Linked DNA regions of Callithrix jacchus: region 2 is linked to region 1. A link is a contact called in public Hi-C data. All regions are on one chromosome and are shown on one strand. The core of a region is the stretch at or near the end of the contact, and the rest is flanking DNA. Distances in the headings are between cores, read along the strand shown.

What was found. Hi-C and Micro-C count contacts between places; a contact is called where the count stands out from the background.
Region 2: a Hi-C map of skeletal muscle shows a contact between it and region 1, with 8 times the contacts expected there. The contact joins the enhancer-like site here to the promoter of PDGFRA in region 1. A contact is called at or near these places in 2 of 3 Hi-C or Micro-C datasets (induced pluripotent stem cells and skeletal muscle).

The regions. Positions count from the first base shown.
Region 1 is chr3:142,522,647-142,527,212 of calJac240_pri, reverse strand. It overlaps PDGFRA (platelet derived growth factor receptor alpha), which reads left to right and starts at 2,867. Exons shown (of 23, transcript NM_001270588.1): 1 at 2,867-3,055.
Region 2 is chr3:143,649,551-143,654,068 of calJac240_pri, reverse strand. The region is part of intron 5 of SCFD2 (sec1 family domain containing 2); the gene reads right to left. Among named protein-coding and RNA genes, the nearest start is that of RASL11B, 140 kb to the left of the region's middle. Within about 2 kb of position 1,283, at least 3 of the 16 cell types and tissues checked have an H3K27ac peak or open chromatin away from gene starts, as enhancers often do.

The sequences.
Region 1 (4,566 bases), core at 1,618-4,117:
GGACAGAACTGTCACAGTCCCTACCGTCTTCTCCCAACTTCCCGCCCGGCTCAGTTCGGGAGTTGGGCTTCCCTCCTCTCCACTCGCTGCCTCCTGGACTCCCAGGGTGGACAGAAAACCCACATTCTTAACCCCTTGATAATCTCTCAAAGAAGAAAAACAAAACAAAAACCCCCGAGAGGTTGAAAATTAGAATCCGGGCGCGGGTTGAGATCTGCGCAGACCTGCCCAGGCCGGTGCGGGTCGCTCCTCTCCCCCGGGTACACGTGGTGGCCTGGTCTCCACTCCCCACCGCGCGCACAGTGCCCAGCCAGAAACACAGGAAGCGGAGAAAAGACCAGCAGCTGGCCTCAGGAGGGCAAGGTTTCTCGCCGGCTGCGACTCCGGGACCACCCAAGACCCGGGGCGTCGAGGGACCAATCTAGAAGGATCTTAGAACAACACTGGGACAGCGCGGCACGAACTCGCCCCACCTACCCCCGACGCTCAGGTCTGACTGACGGGCGCAGACCCGACTTCTCCCGATCCAGCCTCGGACCAGCCAGAGGAGGCGGAAAACAGGATTCAAACCCACCTATGAGCAGTGGTAGGGGCGGGCGCTGTGGGGGCAGGACTCGGTTTAAGGAACCAACCGCCTCGGTTCGAGGGCCTCCTGTCCAGAGGGAGGTTGCTCCTGATCACTGGGGTTTTGTTGTTGTTGTTGTTATTTTGTTTTGACCACTGGGTTTATCTTGCTTTTGCAGAGGACGCAGATGTTGACCTCTCTTCTTTGCACGGTCTCTCCGCGAAATCTTCCCCCAACCATTTGCTTTCTTGCGCCACCCCCCACCGGGGCTCTGTCCCCGAAGTCAGCTCCTCGGGTCTTTAAACCTTCGAGAATGTCACACATGGAAACCTTTAGCAAATGTTTGTTAATGATCATAACAAAGGCATCATTCAAATTAGGCAGGTAATTACTACCAGAAGGACAGACAACTGGGTGCTCGCCGGCTCATCCAGTGCTTTCCGCTTTAAACTCCCGGCCTAGACACCACCGCCCGGCCTGCTTTTCGGGCTCCATTAAACGGCTCTGAAATGAACTGTGAAGTTACCATTTGTGGGCGGAGAGCGCTGGGGCCCTGCGGACGAGAAACACTGGCTTGACCCGGCTAGCAGTGTCGCCGGAGCAAAGCAGACCCTCTGGGTAGGCTCTGCGTCTAGCCTCCTACCCTCTGGGACAACTGGCGTAGAAACCCAGCTCTCAACTTAACAGCAGGAAGCCCAGCACCCGCTTTTCCCTTTTATTCCGCACTCTAATTTTGAGGCGGTGGGGGGGGGGGGATCGTTTATTCTCGTTCATTATCTACAAACATTACGGTATCCTGTTAGCATTCCGAACAAGGGGCTGTTCATATATTTGCCTTCAATAATTTCCTGAAGGAACATGTGGAAGTAATCGCGAGCGGTGCAGTCACCCGAGCTGAAGATGCACGAGAGCGGGGCGCGTAGAAGAGCTGGGGCAATGGGGACCCCAGCGCAGCCCCAGGCGACCTCTTTTCGAGCCTGACACCCAAAGATCCTGTCCTACCTAGTTAAGCACAGCATTGCGCGTCTTGGAGTATTTCTCCACCTCCTGGTGAAGGAGGAGACGGCTGTTCGACGTGCCAGGCCCAACCTGGCCACCTTGGCCATTTTCAGAGTGCGTGTATGGGGGTGGGGGTTGAGGGAGAAGGATGAAGGATGACCCCCACCCCCAACAAGAGAATTCAAAAATCGGAGACCGCAAGGAAGGTGAACGCGCTCCCCTCCCCCACTGTCGCTGGGAAGTCCCACTCTGCTCAGGTCTGGTTCCTGGAGTATCAGCGCCCCCTTTCCCTCGCCGGCAGGATCGTTTCCTCCGGACACACACTAGCCTCGCGCCTTGGGCGCAGGGTTTGGGACTCAGCTGTCAACTTCAAGGCATTCGTAGGGTTCGACCCACGCAGCAGGAGGGAACAGAGAGAGAGTCAAAAGCTACCCTCCCCCAAGACGCGGAGGCGGCGGGACAATTCCCCAAACACCCAGGCTTGAGCTTTTTTGTGTGCGAGATAGAAGCCAGGGCAACCTCGCCCAGATAACCCGAAAACAAAGGCACGACCAGATAAGTGGCTTCAGGGGAATAAAGGTCGTTCTATCGGAGAACGTTCCAAATCTATCCAGACCCTCTTTTCTTAGTACCCTATTTCAGACTCCACCCAGCCTTTCTCTCTCTCTCTCTCTCTCTCTCTCTCTCACACACACACACACACACACCAAAAATCCATCATTGTCATATTGGACTCAACAATTTGCCTAATCCCATTAAAGAACTAGCAGTTATATAGCCCTTTCCCGAAAAGACCCCTAGCTCAAAACCGCGCAACCGCTTGTAAGACTTTCCCCGAGGGCCCTATTTCCAGTTGGGCCGAGTTTGTAGAAGGGACATTTCTTGATTCTAGATTTATATTCTCTCTGGGTATTAAATGCAATTTTACATGTTCCTTTTCTTCTTTTCAAAGAGAATACAAAACTATAGCAGTGTAAGAAAATAACCCCAAAATGGGGAGGCAAACTCGTTCTGGAAATGATGGGCTGTTTGTAGTTTCATAAAACCGCTTTCCCGGCAGAGCACCAACACCTCCCCCTTCCACCTCCCCATCCCATCTGGTCCGCTTCTCCCCGCCCCCCAGTTGTTGTCGAAGTCTGGGGGTTGGGACTGGACCCCCGATTGCGTAAGAGCGAAAAGCGAAGGCGCAATCTGGAGACTGGGACATTCGGCGCGCAGGGAGTTCCAGCACAACTTTTATTTTGAAGAGACCAAGGTGTTGGGGAGGGGGGGCTTATTTCCTGACAGCTATTTACTTAGAGCAAATGATTAGTTTTAGAAGGATGGACTATAACGTTGAATCAATTACAAAACGCGGTTTTTGAGCCCATTACTGTTGGAGCTACAAGGAGAGAAACAGAGGAGGAGACTACAAGCGAGCATTGGAGGCCGTGGACACACTCTTTACTCCATGTGTGGGACATTCATTGCGGAATAACATAGGAGGAGAAGGTAAGGGAGAAGAAAAAATGATTTTTGATTTTTGTTTATAAGGGAAGTCCCTGATCAGGCTCTGGGGCTGGAGAAAGTGAAGTAACTTCAAAACTTTAGGGGACAAGAAAAAAAAAAAATGCCTGAATTCCAGTTGTGTGTCCAGAGAGTAACTTTTTGTTTTTTTCGGAATAAACTTCACTTCTGGATGGGCGGGAGATAACCATAGAGTTAGAAAGTCTAGGGATTCTTTTTTTTTTTTTTTTAACGCACATTTTCCAGACCTATTTTTTAAAAACAATGTTTTTCTAACAACTCTATGGCCTCCCAAAGAAACTGTTTAGGTTTACATTTTTGAGGTTTCTTTTGGGAGTGGGGTGGTATTCGTGAATACTGGGCCGAACACCAAGGAACTGGGGGTGGAGGCAGAGGTGTTGGCTCTCTTCTTGGCAGTGGGTTCTGGAAGGCGACAGGTTTTAAATGAGTGTTTTCATTCCTCGCCTGCGGGTTGGCGGGACAGCACTGCAGCCCGTGGTGTGGAGTGCAGCTGGGGGACCAGGGGAGGTGGGGAGAGGAGAGCTCCGTGTGGGGCGCGGGAAGGGGTTGCGGGGCGCTGGAGGAGGACAGGGCTCGGCTGGAGACCGAACGTCGGTGCTGGCCTGCAGAACGTGGAGCGGGCGGAATGCGCGTAATTACTGGACGGCGCTGCTCTGGGTGGGAGCCGGGGCAGGTTTGGCGCGAGGGTGAGGCGGCTGCGGGACAAGCAGAGGGGCGCGGGCGCGAGCAAGGGTGTGGGGCGCTCTGGAGCGGTTTGTCGGGTCAGTGAGGTGCTAGGGAGAGCGGGTGCCTGCCCGGCAGCGCGCTCGGGTTGCACGCCTTAGAGCGGGGGCGACAGCGGCGGCGCAGGCGGGCGGTCTGGAATAATGACAAACACATTTGGCCCGAAGTGAAGACGTCGTCGTCGCCTCGCATTCCAGCAACTGGGATTTGAGGAATTTCGAACCGCACACTCGGGGGCCCTCATTGTGCACCGTGGCCCCCGCCCCCGCCGGTCTCCCCGCGCCCCCTCCTCGGTGGAATCGTCTCTGCATCGCCCGGGGCTCTGCTGCTGCTCTGTACTGGCCGCAGGCAGGAAGAGAGGGAAGTTCTCTAGGGCAGTGCCGAACTTCTCGTGAGGAATTTAGGGACGACTTGGAACTGGGGAAACTTGTTCGCAGGTAAGACAGAAAGGTGGGAGGTAAACCACACTCTCCTTCCGGGCTCCCGAGCCCTGGGAACCCCCTACGCAGCGCCCCTCTCCGCGCGGGGGTGTGTGGCACTCGCCGTCTGCGCTCGCCCTGCGCTCCTCAGTTGCCCTTTTCTCCATTCCTCTCCCTGCCCGCCTGGGAGCTGTCTGTGCGAACTTCTCCTTCCTCTGCTGTCTAACCCCATGGAAATGGGTTTTTACACACGAAATTAACTCCGCCCGGTTGCGCCCGGGGAGCAGGCGGTGTCCATTTGGCTCTTAATATAATATGTGGGATCAGCGGTTC
Region 2 (4,518 bases), core at 34-2,533, 1.1 Mb before region 1:
CTCCCACAGCATCCAGCCTCCCACATGAGAACTGAGTCCTCAAAAGTCTTGCATTTGCTTTGCTGAATTGATATTTTAGAAGTTTCTTCCCGAGTTATTATCCTGCTCTGGCCTCAAAGAAAACACAGTCAACGCATTTCTGTAGCTTTACGAGATCTTGTTGGTTATTCCTGACAGCTTTACAATTATTCCAAATTAACAGTTATTTTCTTCAAATTACTTAAAATTATTTTCTATGAACTGTTTCTTAGGCTTTGTACTGCTTCTTCAAGATATGACAAAAATGTATATTCAAAACAAATGACTCGTACACAATAGTAAATACGTGGGCAATGACAAGAACAGTCTAGCAAACAGGTTTGTGCTTTTAGATGCAGACACAGTGAGTTCTGCTGAGTGTCAAGGCCGACTTGGGAATCCAGCTGCTTCTCACACTATGGCAATGAGGACAGAACATTCTTGGCAGAAATCCCTGTCCTTGTGGGCAAGCTGCCTTTATACTAGACCTCCCAGTACCTGGCACAGTTCTGGGCTCACAGGAGATAGTCAATAAACTTTACTGAAATGAATAAATGATTGAGTAAAGGAATGAACAAGTGAACAAAGAAACATTTTGGAAGAGAAACATCTTAGGTATGGTATTGGTCACCTCTCTCAAGCAAAAGTTTTCATTCCTTTTGCTTCTTTTCCCATTTCTGAGGGTGCAGCCTCTCCAACATACATCTTTATACTCTCAGGACATTCTTCAGATCCCATATAAAGCAGAAGGTAGTATGATCAGTCATGTCAGTAGAATCTTGGCAATTTAAAATTTCTGCTCCTCTTTTGTTCCAGTAAGAATTCATGCCTTAAAAACACCAATGACAAACTGTTCAAAATGCCTTCAGGAAATTAAGGTGACATTTGTTTCTATAGTGTACCTTGAAAAAGCATCCACTTCACTGTTCCAAAGCACTAGCTATGTCTGATTTCATATTTACATTTGGACTTTCTTTTCCCCCTAAAAAAGGCAGACAGCAGAATATAATGTTTGCCAATTCATGAAACAATTGTTACTTTTCAGTATTTATTTCGGTGAGGATATTATTATGAGGCTGTGCTTATAATAAAACCTTCATCCTAAATCTGTGCGCCTTATGAATTTCACTCCATCTTTGCTTTTTTTTTCTCCCGAAGAAGTCATTCAGGTTCCTTTAATAATACCAGTAAATAGCCCCAGCCTTCCACAGCTGCAGAGGTTTACCGTCCTGAGAGATTTTCAGTGTTACAAGTCATGCTTCCAATCAAAACAGTGACAGAGTTGACATGATTTAGTGAGAAGAAGGACTTGATGAGGAACTAGGACACTACTGAGCAAATATTAAACAACTACAGGGAATTTTTAATATGCAATGTTCTCTCTATTCACAACAAAAACAAACCAGAAACAATTTCCTGTGCTGCAGCTAAGTGAAATGGAAGTTTGTTTTTAAGGTTCCTTGTAGTGTGCTGTGTACATTTTAGCAAAGCCGACTTCACCTATGAGAGGCACTGGCTCCTTAAATAACTCCATCCTTCTCATTTCAAATAGAAACCAGCTGCACTTCTAAACTGTAACAGGAACACCTATCCAGGAGGTCAAAGCTGGAAGACACCTCACTGTGAAATGCTTCAAGCTTCTTTATCTGGGTTACGAGTTTGGTCTGCAGTGAATTGTCAGTGACAACCTGTGGCCTGGAATTTAATTCCTTGATGCCTTCATAACATTATTATTTCTTCCTCTCTAGAGGATAAACAAGCACATGATATACTATGAACTGGAGGCTGAAACAGACATTGATTTTGGGGAGAGGAAAAGGTTCTCGGAAGACAACTCGGGATTTTTCATCGAGAATAAGTAATTTTGAAAAAAACAGGGTTTAGGCTTTTTTAAAAAAATGGTTTAACTCCTTCTATGGGATAATTTGAGAGGCCACCACCCCCCTATTCTCTGCCCCGCAGATCTCCAAAAACAACAGCAAGAAAGATCCTGGCAGAAGTCACAGGGTCAATGGATCCTAAATAGTTTTCAGGTTCAAGTATGCACCATCAACAACGAGGAAAGCCCAGCCGTGTCATAATCACTCACCCCTTGACAAGAGATTCCAAACCGTGAAATCGAACAACTGCATGTTTATCCCTATGAACTCCATGACTTACAAGTCACAGAGGGGTACATTTGAAATAGGGAAAGACTGGGGTATCTTATTAGCATAAAATCACACACACAGACACACACACACACACACACACACACACACACAGAGCAAAAGCAGGGAAGTGGATGCAGGGGCCGCACTGTGATCCTGGATAGGTTGGCCCTCTGTGAAGTGCCCACAATTCCAGAAGAACCCAGGGCTTCTGAGGGCTTCTGTTTGGTCTGAGGAGCCACTCTCAGGGACTGCTGGAAATAGTTCTCCCTAAAGCAAGATTCGAAAAAGAGTATTCTTTTCTTTCTCTATTTTTCTTTTATTCCTTTGTTCATGTTGGATATGGTTTGTACCTTTCTCTACCCCACTTCATTTTCTTAGCATTTCAGGAGAGATGGACCAGTGCCTTTCTGGTACTGCTCACCAGCATGTTCTAGCCAGTCGGCAAAAAAGCCATCTGCATTTATGGAGTTAATTGACATCTTATTAATTTTGCTCAGATTCTTTCTTTTACCTCCCTCTCCCCTCCTTTCTGTTTTTTATTTTTTTTTTTTTTAAGAGAGAAAGCTAATGAAAACCATGTTTATGTGCTCAAAGGCACAGAGGAAATTCATTACTCTGAGGAATAGCACACTCCACAAGTGAAATGAAAGTAATCTTATTTATGACAGGAAGGGGCCCCAGCTAGACTGAACTCCACCACACTTCCACTGTTCCATCGAAAAGAAGCTGCAGAGCTCCCGCACCAATTCCAAACGGTGGCCTCGCTGACAACAAACACATTTGCACTCTGCATGGGAAAACTGTTAGAAGCTCCGGAAAAACAGCCATCTGATAGAGACAAGGAAAGAAAACCTGCCTAGAATAGATAGTTCTTCCTTCACACCTGCCAGCACTTTCCCAAGACTGCTTGTTATTAAGTGTTACAAAGATATCTCATCAAATCATTAGGCGATGACATTTACCAAGTACTGGTAAATACAGCTATGTTGGTTTCATAGTCTTAATTCTCTTATTAGAAGAGTTTTTCACTGTAAATTCCTGAGCCCGTTCCTGTGTAAATAAATAATGGAACAACTTAAATAATTCCTTTTCACTATAAATGTCAACTTGTGCCCTTGCAGAAAATTCTCCCTTTCCTTCTTGAAAATTCCATCAACTGTGAGTATATTTCCCTTTTTATTACTTGGGTTTCTGCCATGTGGCTTTTTTTCCTCATTCATTCAGTTAGTCAACAAAACTCACTTAGCTGTTATGTGCTAGAGGCCAGTGGGGAGAGAGATCGTCTCTACAATTTTCATCAAAACTACTCATGAGGACTCTTCAAAATTTTAATATTACATGAAATTTTGTCAGTAATAAGATGGTTTTATAATATTTATGATATGGCTTCTGAGAATAACTTTTGCTGGAAGGTCTTCTGAGATAATTAGGTCCATCTCTTCATTTATAGATGAAAAAAACCAAGCTCAAGGGCAGATCCCAAACTGTATATCTTCTTATAAAAAATATTTTTTTATATTCCAAGAAGCTCCACGTGTTTACCGCTGAGGGAAGGTATTATTGCTTGGATTCTGTGCAGTGGAGGGTTTTATACTCCTCCCGTCTTATGAAAACGTTCAGTATAAAATAAAAAGGGCTAACTGAAAAATATCTGGTATTTTGAAGCCACATACAGAGATGCTATACAAGACAGCGCCTGGGAATTTAATTAACTAATTTGAGTTAACACATCTTTATTAAGCCCTGAGGTGCTGAGCAAGTACTGGGTCTTGAAGAAAAACAGACCTGTCCCCTTTGCCATGTGTAGGGGATGCAGGGAGGTAAACGGCTGGACCTGTTTACACGATGGTATGGTAGGTGCTATGGTGCGGACGTGCAGGGCCCTATGAGACAGAGGAGGCTTCCTCCAGGGTGAGAGGAGTTGGTATGGAGATGGAGTGGCAGTGATTGTTCCAGGGAGAAGGAACAACTTGTATAAAAGCCTGGAAAAGAAAGTTTCAGAGTTTTTATAAAGACAGCGTCAGTTACCCACTGAAGGAGAGGTAAGAAAGGGATTATAGTCAGAGTCTCCGATTTTCACTGGCCACACCTTAAAGTGTCCTTTACTTGCCCTCTCCAAGTTAACATGTTTAAGTGTGATATCTAACAATATTTGTGCAGTTATTCTTCCCTGTCATCCAGGACACTATTCTTAGTTTTCCTTTGCAATACACAAAGGTGATCCACTCACCTTGAGAAGGCCCTGAGTTCAGTTCATTCAGCATTTCTCAAGAATCTCATGTGCATGACCCTCTCCATGTGCTGCCTCAGCCCTCTGTGTTGACAGTCCTTGCTACATGGCATGAGA